Regions from separate parts of the Sus scrofa genome. Here region 2 is linked to region 1. A link is a contact called in public Hi-C data. All regions are on one chromosome and are shown on one strand. Each heading gives the region's core, a stretch centred on a gene start, on an enhancer-like site or on the middle of the called end of the contact. The rest is flanking DNA. Distances are from core to core; before and after follow the strand shown.

Region 1 (4,094 bases), core at 1,167-3,666:
AATATTTGATTGATAACTTGAATGTGTGAGAGGAATCTTACTATCCTAACCTTTGTACTGAGTGGACTGTGGTGTAGGTGGAGCACTTTCAAATAAGGTGCTTCCAAGAAGGTTCGTAATGGGCTGTTACAGCACATCACCAAGCCATTTCAATGATGGCATGGTGGTGCCAAATTTCCAAGGAAGGGCTGATGGAAAGAGAAAATCTATTGAAGACCTAGCTAACATCTGGATTTAGGTGTGCCTAAATGAATCACTCTTCCATACAGAATGGCATGGGAAGTGTCAAATCTCAAACTCTGTATGCTACGCTACTGCTCTTCTGACTGCCTGCAAATGGTGCAGTTTATTCACCTGCCCGCTAATGAGAATTATAGCTATTCTTTTTTTCTTAATAGAAAGAACGTTGGTTTAATTTATATTTAAGCTCTAACAATCCCTAAGAGTTCTAAGTATTAAGAGAACATCAAGCACAGGTTGATTTAACACAAGGACCTTCTACAGGCACTTACCTGTGTTCCAGAGAAGTCCATGTAAAGACACAAATATAATTCTGTCTTTATTCAAAGAAACTCTGAAAATTAGACTTAAACATAATGTTGATGTATGGAAGGAAGGAACAACTTATTTGATGATTCATTGGCAGATGTCAGAAATTAGGAATTTGGCATAATCCAATGTCTACTCTGAGTGGGGTAGCAGATTAGAAAAAGCACTGAACCTGGCGTAAAAAGACTTGGATTCCAGCCTGAGGATGCCTTTATATCACCTGTGTTATTCTGAGCAAGTCACTAAACCCCTCATTATAATCTCCCATCTCTTAGTCTACATAATCATGTTAATAATACTTGCTTTTGCTAATTCAAATAATGAGAAGAGCTCATTTTCTGTCCTGAATGGATTCTGGAAACATGTTTTCCTCCTGCCTAATTCACTATCACAGAGTGTCTAATTCTCTCTTTTTAGTTATCTACTGCAATGTTTGTCACACAGTAGGTATTCAATCGACAGTGTGAAATGTAATCAAGCAGTGCACCCAAGAGGGAATAAATAGGGTACTCACAAAGATTTACTGAACACTCAAAAGTGAAGAATATTAGAGAAGACAAAAGTACAGTGAAAAGGGGAGGGACAGAAGGTTTAAGAAGACATAAACCTGCTAATTTGCCAAAGTTGGTTGTAAATTTGCTTATAAACCTACATAAATTATGAACAATGCTTTTAGGCACTACACACTGGATACCGCATCACATTATGTGCTGTACTCTTCTCATACTCTTTACAGTTGATGATCTATCTATACGAGAACAATCCGAGAGAACTTTCAGCAATGATGGAAATTCTGTGTACCCTGCCCTGTATAATTGCCATTTGCCACATGTAGCTTGAAATGTGGCTAGTGTAACTGAGGAACTAAATTTTACATTTTATTTAATTTTCATTAATTTAAAATTCAATTAGTCACATGTGGCTAGTGGCTACTGTATTGAGCACAAATCTAATAACTTACATGGTTAATGAATGACCATATTCCTATGTGAAGCAGAGGTTTCTAAGACAGCATAGTGACTCAATATGTACGTGAAAAAAGGAATTATGGTTAAACAGACCTCAGTTTTCAAAACTATCTGAAATCTTGTTTCCTACAACTTGTGACGTAACGCATCTCTTTGACAGATCATTGCATTCTTTCACCATAAGTAGAAAAAGAACTTGGTTGCATTCCATTGAAGACATTCTTTAGCTTTCTGGGACTCAGTTTCCTCATCTATAAAATGAAGTGGCTGGACACCATTATATCATATTTAAAGCTCTTTTTAGCTGTAGGAATTGGGAGCAACTTAGTTTAATTTGTCTCATCTAATTCCTGTCTCATCATCAGAATCTCTCCAAAATGTTTTCCTTTCCTTCTGTCCCTCTCTTTCTTGCCTTTTCACAGCTCAAAAGATTTCTCCAGTTTGAATGATTTATCCTTCTGGATTTATGTTGTCAGAAAGGTTTGTTTAGATGGAGTCCAGACATACTCCTGTGTAGCTTATGCATTCTAATTAAGAAGGATAACTTCAAATGGATCAAGGTTATCTAAAAAAAAAAAAAAAAAAAAAAAGAATTAGAACTTGATTCAAAGATCAGAAGGGAAGAAGACCGTTATAAAATAAACTTGGGATGAACAACTCCAAAGTTTAAAGCAAACTGAGATGAGAAGCCTGTTTTTCTTCTCAAAATCAGCCTAATTCTCATTTGAAGGGTTAAGAGAGTAAAGTAGCTGCAGTTGCAGAAATGCAGATTTCTGACGTGGCTGCTCGGAATTTGTTAAAGGAAAACAATTCTGAAAATTCATTCCGGTCCCTCTGGCTCCCCTGGTTCTCTGCACCCTGAGAAAGAAAAGGAGTACACAACTGCCACCTTTTGGAGAAAACAGCAATAGCAGCAGAGACCAAGAACATTAACTACTCCACTTTCAGAGGGAAAAATGAAGTGGTAAATATTATTTTAACCTTATTATGATGTCATATCTCCAAAGAGTTAATCCAACTTCAACTTAAAAATGTAAGTAAAAGCTGAATTAAAATCCGGGTTTGGTTTTCCTCATCTTTTAAATGACAGTAATAAACTATACCTGATTTTGTTTTAAAATAATCTTTGAAATAACCACAAAAGAACAAAATGCTATCTCGAATCCTGATGTCAGGACTTTCTTTTCGCCTTGATCATGGCTAGAGATCTACTGGGACTATTAATTGTTTGCACCCAGTTACTCTGCCCTTAACTGTAAGATAAGATAGTCCTTAATTTCAAGTAGTGTTCTGTTTTTAATATTTAGAATAAAACACTAGAGAAGAATATCCCTTTGTTTTGCTAGAGAAGAGGATTATTTATTTTATCAAAAACAAGGAAGAAGTGTTGCCAGGAATTTACTAAGTTTCCTGGACTTGGACAGTCAAAGGCTTTTGAAATCCTACACAGCTTGGTGTAATCATAATTACTGTTTAATATGTGCAAACACCTTTCACATGTCCTGGTCTTGAACATTCTGGGTGTGCCCTCCACTGGTACAATGACTGCTAAGCATAAGATTCTGCAACTAAACAGATGAAGATGACCTTTAAAATGCTTCAGAGATGGAGGTCAGGGGATGTCAGAATTTTGTTTTAAGCCATGTTGAGATATCTACAAATTTGACTTAGAAATAGTTCGCATTGGATTGACCTATTGAAACCATAAGTATAAAACAACCCTCTTCCTTACATGTCCTCTTTTCTCTCTGAGATGCTTCTCAAACATAAGCAATTAAAGCATAGAAGCAAATCTGATACATGACTGATTGCTTCCAGGTTTCTCTGAGTTCATTCTCCCAACATATTTTCTTAGTGCAACCACCCACACATACTAATCAAAATGTTTTCTTAACATTTACCTTAAATTGTACTCCAAAACAGATTCTACGTTATTCCCTAAATAAGGTATCACAAAGGCTGCTGTGATTTTAAAGTGAGAGATGAAAGCTGCTCTTATAAATTGCCATATTGTGAAGAACAATCATTACTGAATATATGTACTATTTTTATATCACTTCCTTCTCCACTCTACCCTGTAAGTTTTAACAAAATTATTTGCCCTGAAAATAAATGCACGAGAGAATGATTACTGAAACAGCATTTTCTGTCTTAGCCCTGCCAATATGGGATTGTTAGGAGATGGAGTTAAAAATCTTCAGCACGCCCTGCTGTGGTTGTCAATCATAGCTCTCCCTTTCCAAAAACCTCAAAAGAGCTTATAATGCCACGTACCATATGTGGAGTAATAATTAGGCTTACCAGGGTGCTTTCTGTTGGACAATCTCTTTGGCACAGATAGAGCCATAAAATCCAGCTTTTTACACAATGTTATCCAGCTTTTTTCAAGCGCTTTAAAGAATATAACTGTAATATCATTTGACAACTTTGGCATGCTCTGAGCTAACTATTGGGCACTTTTGAATCTGGAGTTTCTTATGCATTTTTTTTCTATTGAGACAAATACCAGAATTTGGGAACTGAATCAATAGTACACATCCACGATTCCTGAACTCTGAAAATTAACGTGAAAGCAGA
Region 2 (3,816 bases), core at 1,000-3,499, 190 kb before region 1:
AGGACACTCTTTAAAACCATAAGAAACAAAAACGAGAAAACAATTATAAACTGTATCGTCTACCCTGCTATTCAACATCATTAAAATGTCTCATGCAGCAAACCCTTCCTGGGAACATGGGCAATCAGTGATTTCCTCTGGAGGAAAAGCTGTTCCTTTGTGCCTGCTGGTGAGGGGGTTGGGGGGAGTGGCAGAGTCCTTTAAAAATGTCTTTATTGTTGCTGGTTCTGAGGAAGGGGAACAGAATTCTTGGCGGGGGGGGGGGGGGTTTTTATTTCAACTTTTGTTAAACGTTCTGTACTTCTAGGCACATTACAAAATGGTGTTCCAAAGTTAATATTTAGTATATGACTTTTAGTAAAGCTAATGTTTATTAATCAAGGAAACGTCACATTTTTGAACCTAGAAAGAGCTCCAAGTGGTAGAGAACAACATTCTTTTCAAAGTTTTGAATGAAAGTTTTCCTTTCCCTCAATAACTCCCACACTGTCTACCTTGTTCAGAATTTAAGAATGCAGGGTTCGCTTATCTGGATTTCAGTGCTGTCACAGAGCGGAAGTGGGAGCGATGTGGGAACTGAGGGAAATCTGTTTTAAATAGTGAAGTGAAGAGCCCTGCACAAAAGGATAAAATGAAGAATAAATTGAAAACAGTTTGTAACTGTTCTCACACGAACCTGTTTCTAAGGTGAGGTTCAATGCAGTGCATTTCCCTTGCTTAGGGAAGTGCAGGGTCAGCAATTTATGTCCAGGGAAATAGGATGTAGGAGTTAGACATTCGTAGAATGTCATAGCTGAGAAGTTGGTAATTCTGGGAGAGAAACTGTTCATGAAGAGCAGGATCCACATTCCAATAGATAAAATAAAATCTCTTCCTGTGAGAAACATGGTAGAAGGTTTTGTGTCTGGATAGTTTGGGATAAGCAGAACTGTCTACTATCAGGCATTTTAAACATCTTTGCTTTAACTTAGAATCATAAAGCCCTTTATTTTAGCAGATCAAACCCTCAAAAAGGTTGTGAGAATCACTCTGATAACTGACACGATGTAGCCTGTAGCCAGATGCTTAGTAAATTATTCCCTAAGATTATGATGGAGCCATTTAACTTAGCTGACAGGACTTGGCCATGAGAACAATTGTATCAGGCTAATGTAAGTATTCTTTCTAAGTCATAGTACATTAATGTTGTAAAGATTTGTCTTACTTCATTAATGTTTCCTCCTTATTTTAATTAAGTATACACTAAAACAGACATGGTAACAGTAATGTGTATTGAATTGTAATGAAAAAATGCTTACATATTTTTTGGTGGAGTCAAAACAAGGGCTCTGAATTCAAAGAGAGTTTGTACCCATATAATGACTCCACTATGAAGCAAAAACATACTTTACTTTCCCTTAGTTTTTTTCAAATACCTCTGGCTATGAAGGAAATATTTTTTTTTCCCAAAAAGTAAAGCATGGTTCCCAGAATTTCTTTAAAACATATTTCTGTTTCTCCACACACATCCAAAACCCAAATCTTTACAATTAACAAAAAGGAAATAAGTAACCCATAAATGTCTAAATCCTTTGGCTCACATTTTATAACAGCATCAAATGTTTATGGCAAACTGTAACAAATTATAACAACATACTTGTTGCAAAATATTTTCATTACTGATTGAAATGGCCTTTCTCTGCTCCAAAGTTAGGTACTAACAATACTCACATATATAACTAATTAGCATAAAATAGCAAACATCTTAAATGCCATACTTTTTCATTATGTCTACTTTTCTCAGTCCAACCTTGAAACTTCTATCACTTCCTTTGCTAAGCAACCCAGTATATAACTGTATGAAATGTATCTCAAATCCATAAATCATGGAAAGTCTATTAAGCACAACGTGGAAGTAAATGCTCAAAACTGTGGATTTGCTGTGGAATAGAAATTGGCAAAGTTGCTCTGGAATTTTTTTCTGTTCCTGTTACAATAACACTGTCCCAAACAGTCAGCATCCCCAGTGCTATAGTTAAAACAGCACTTACCTTACTGTCTTGACACTGCTTTCGTTAATTCTTAAAGCAGATGCACTATGGACAAGAATCCACCAATATATGCTGTAAACTCTGTCAGGACGGAACTGGCTGCCAGATTCTTCAGTGATACAAGAGCTGAGGGGGGGGGGGGAAACCCAGCCCAGTCACGCCAGTCTCTGAATGGAGTTATGTCATTGTGGGGATCTTGCGGTGTGGCATGCCAACACTGCTCTCTAACGAAGTGCAGGTGGACTTGGTGAGCAAGGACAGCCCAGCTCCCTCCCTATGGAATAAGGGAGAGATACATGTGTCTGGAACTAGCCCAAATACCATAGCTTTTAACCCCAAATTGAGTCCTGCTGCAAATGAGGCATCTACAGTGAGAACATTTCTCTTACAAAGCCCTTTCCTTCTCTAGCTGTGGCAACAATTCAGTGAAATTCTCTCAGCCAACTAGCCTGTTCATCTAAAAGTCTCATAAATCAACAGAATAAACAATTTCAGGAAAATGCAAATGAGCAGGCCCAGAGGATTTGAATCCTTTTTCTCATTACTCTTGAAATCTATGTTGATGTATTTGGACTAGCTTAATTTTTGACCAAGAGGGAAACTTACATTGATTTCTAAAATATTGAAATGCTTCATTTATATATATTCTGATACAAAGGACTAAATAGCAACATTTCCAGTTTACTTATGTTAAAGCAAGCTCGTTTTATGCTGATCAGATCTGGAACCAATCAGTAATATTCTGCCTGTTTCTTATTTTGTGGATTTAATTTAGGAATTCATCCAAAACCCTTACTTGGGGATAGAATTCTATAGCTTGCTGCCAAAAAACATAAAAGAACATGAAAAAAAAAGTATACTAAAAATATCACAAAATAATCATTTTTCACACAGTACTCTGTCCTTGCATGCTAGCAATATATTTTGTTTTTTTCAAAACTAAAAGTTATGTAAAGTTGTAATCTCCCAAAGGCCTGGTTTGATGTATCTTTCCTTATCATTTCCTGATGCATACTTCTAGAAAATGAGATCTACTCAATTCCTTGTCTATTTCATTTTGCAATTGTATCAGCTTTATTTATAGGAATTTTTCCCTCCAAACTTTCATTTCCTCATGTTTATAAGTAAGAAATCTTAGAATAAGATACTTTCAGTTGCCCCATTATAAGTTTTTCCCATTTAAAAGAACTTAAATATGTCCCTTTTTTTAGCTCTCAGACCTGCTGAAAGTTATTTAATCTTCATGATCACTAATGTATTTGCCTGAAAAATTAATGTTAGAATAAATGCTTCATTTTTGTAAGAGAAATGTTAAAAAACAAAAGATAATCCTGAAAGTAACTCATAGAATTATAAGGTGATTCATAATAAGTGTTTTAAGAAAATTTTATAAAGGCCTCGGTTTTATAATAGAGGACATTAAAAAAACTTAGAAGAAATCAAGGGAAAAAGTCATCACACATAATTCAGTATCTCATTGTAAAAAAAGATAGCAAAAACAATGCTAAGCATCAAGTTTTAAGTATGTCAGAAACTATAATCTGAGATTTTGTTTGAAAAATTCCAGCTATCTACTCCAAAGATTTTTCTTTATGAAGCAATCAGTGTATTGTGGTGTCTATAATAAAGTTTTAAATGCATTAAGTGGATTAGCTCATTGTGAACCTAATATTGTCCATATATACTTTTTTCTATAAAATTAGTTCTGTGAGACCAATCATTGGATAATGTTGCACATTTTAAGGCATATTTCTTGGGTCTATTAGAAATAGTTTAAATTAATATT

Evidence for each region. A called contact is a pair of places that touch in the nucleus more often than the background predicts.
Region 2: a contact with region 1 is called in a Hi-C map of embryonic fibroblasts, with 2.8 times the contacts expected there. The contact joins the promoter of LUM here to the enhancer-like site in region 1. A contact is called at or near these places in 1 of 5 promoter capture datasets (skeletal muscle), 6 of 47 Hi-C or Micro-C datasets (embryonic fibroblasts, heart right ventricle, mesenteric adipose tissue and 3 more) and 1 of 2 datasets of contacts at active chromatin or transcription factors (skeletal muscle).

The regions. Positions count from the first base shown.
Region 1 is chr5:91,557,018-91,561,111 of Sscrofa11.1, reverse strand. It overlaps LOC102159901 (a long non-coding RNA gene), which reads right to left. Exons shown (of 5, transcript XR_002344335.1): 5 at 1-2,082. Among named protein-coding and RNA genes, the nearest start is that of DCN, 120 kb to the left of the region's middle. Within about 2 kb of position 2,416, at least 14 of the 83 cell types and tissues checked have an H3K27ac peak or open chromatin away from gene starts, as enhancers often do. A contact at or near this core is called in embryonic fibroblasts, where this site is marked.
Region 2 is chr5:91,747,304-91,751,119 of Sscrofa11.1, reverse strand. LUM (lumican) reads right to left here and starts at 2,249. Exons shown (of 3, transcript NM_001243339.1): 1 at 2,031-2,249.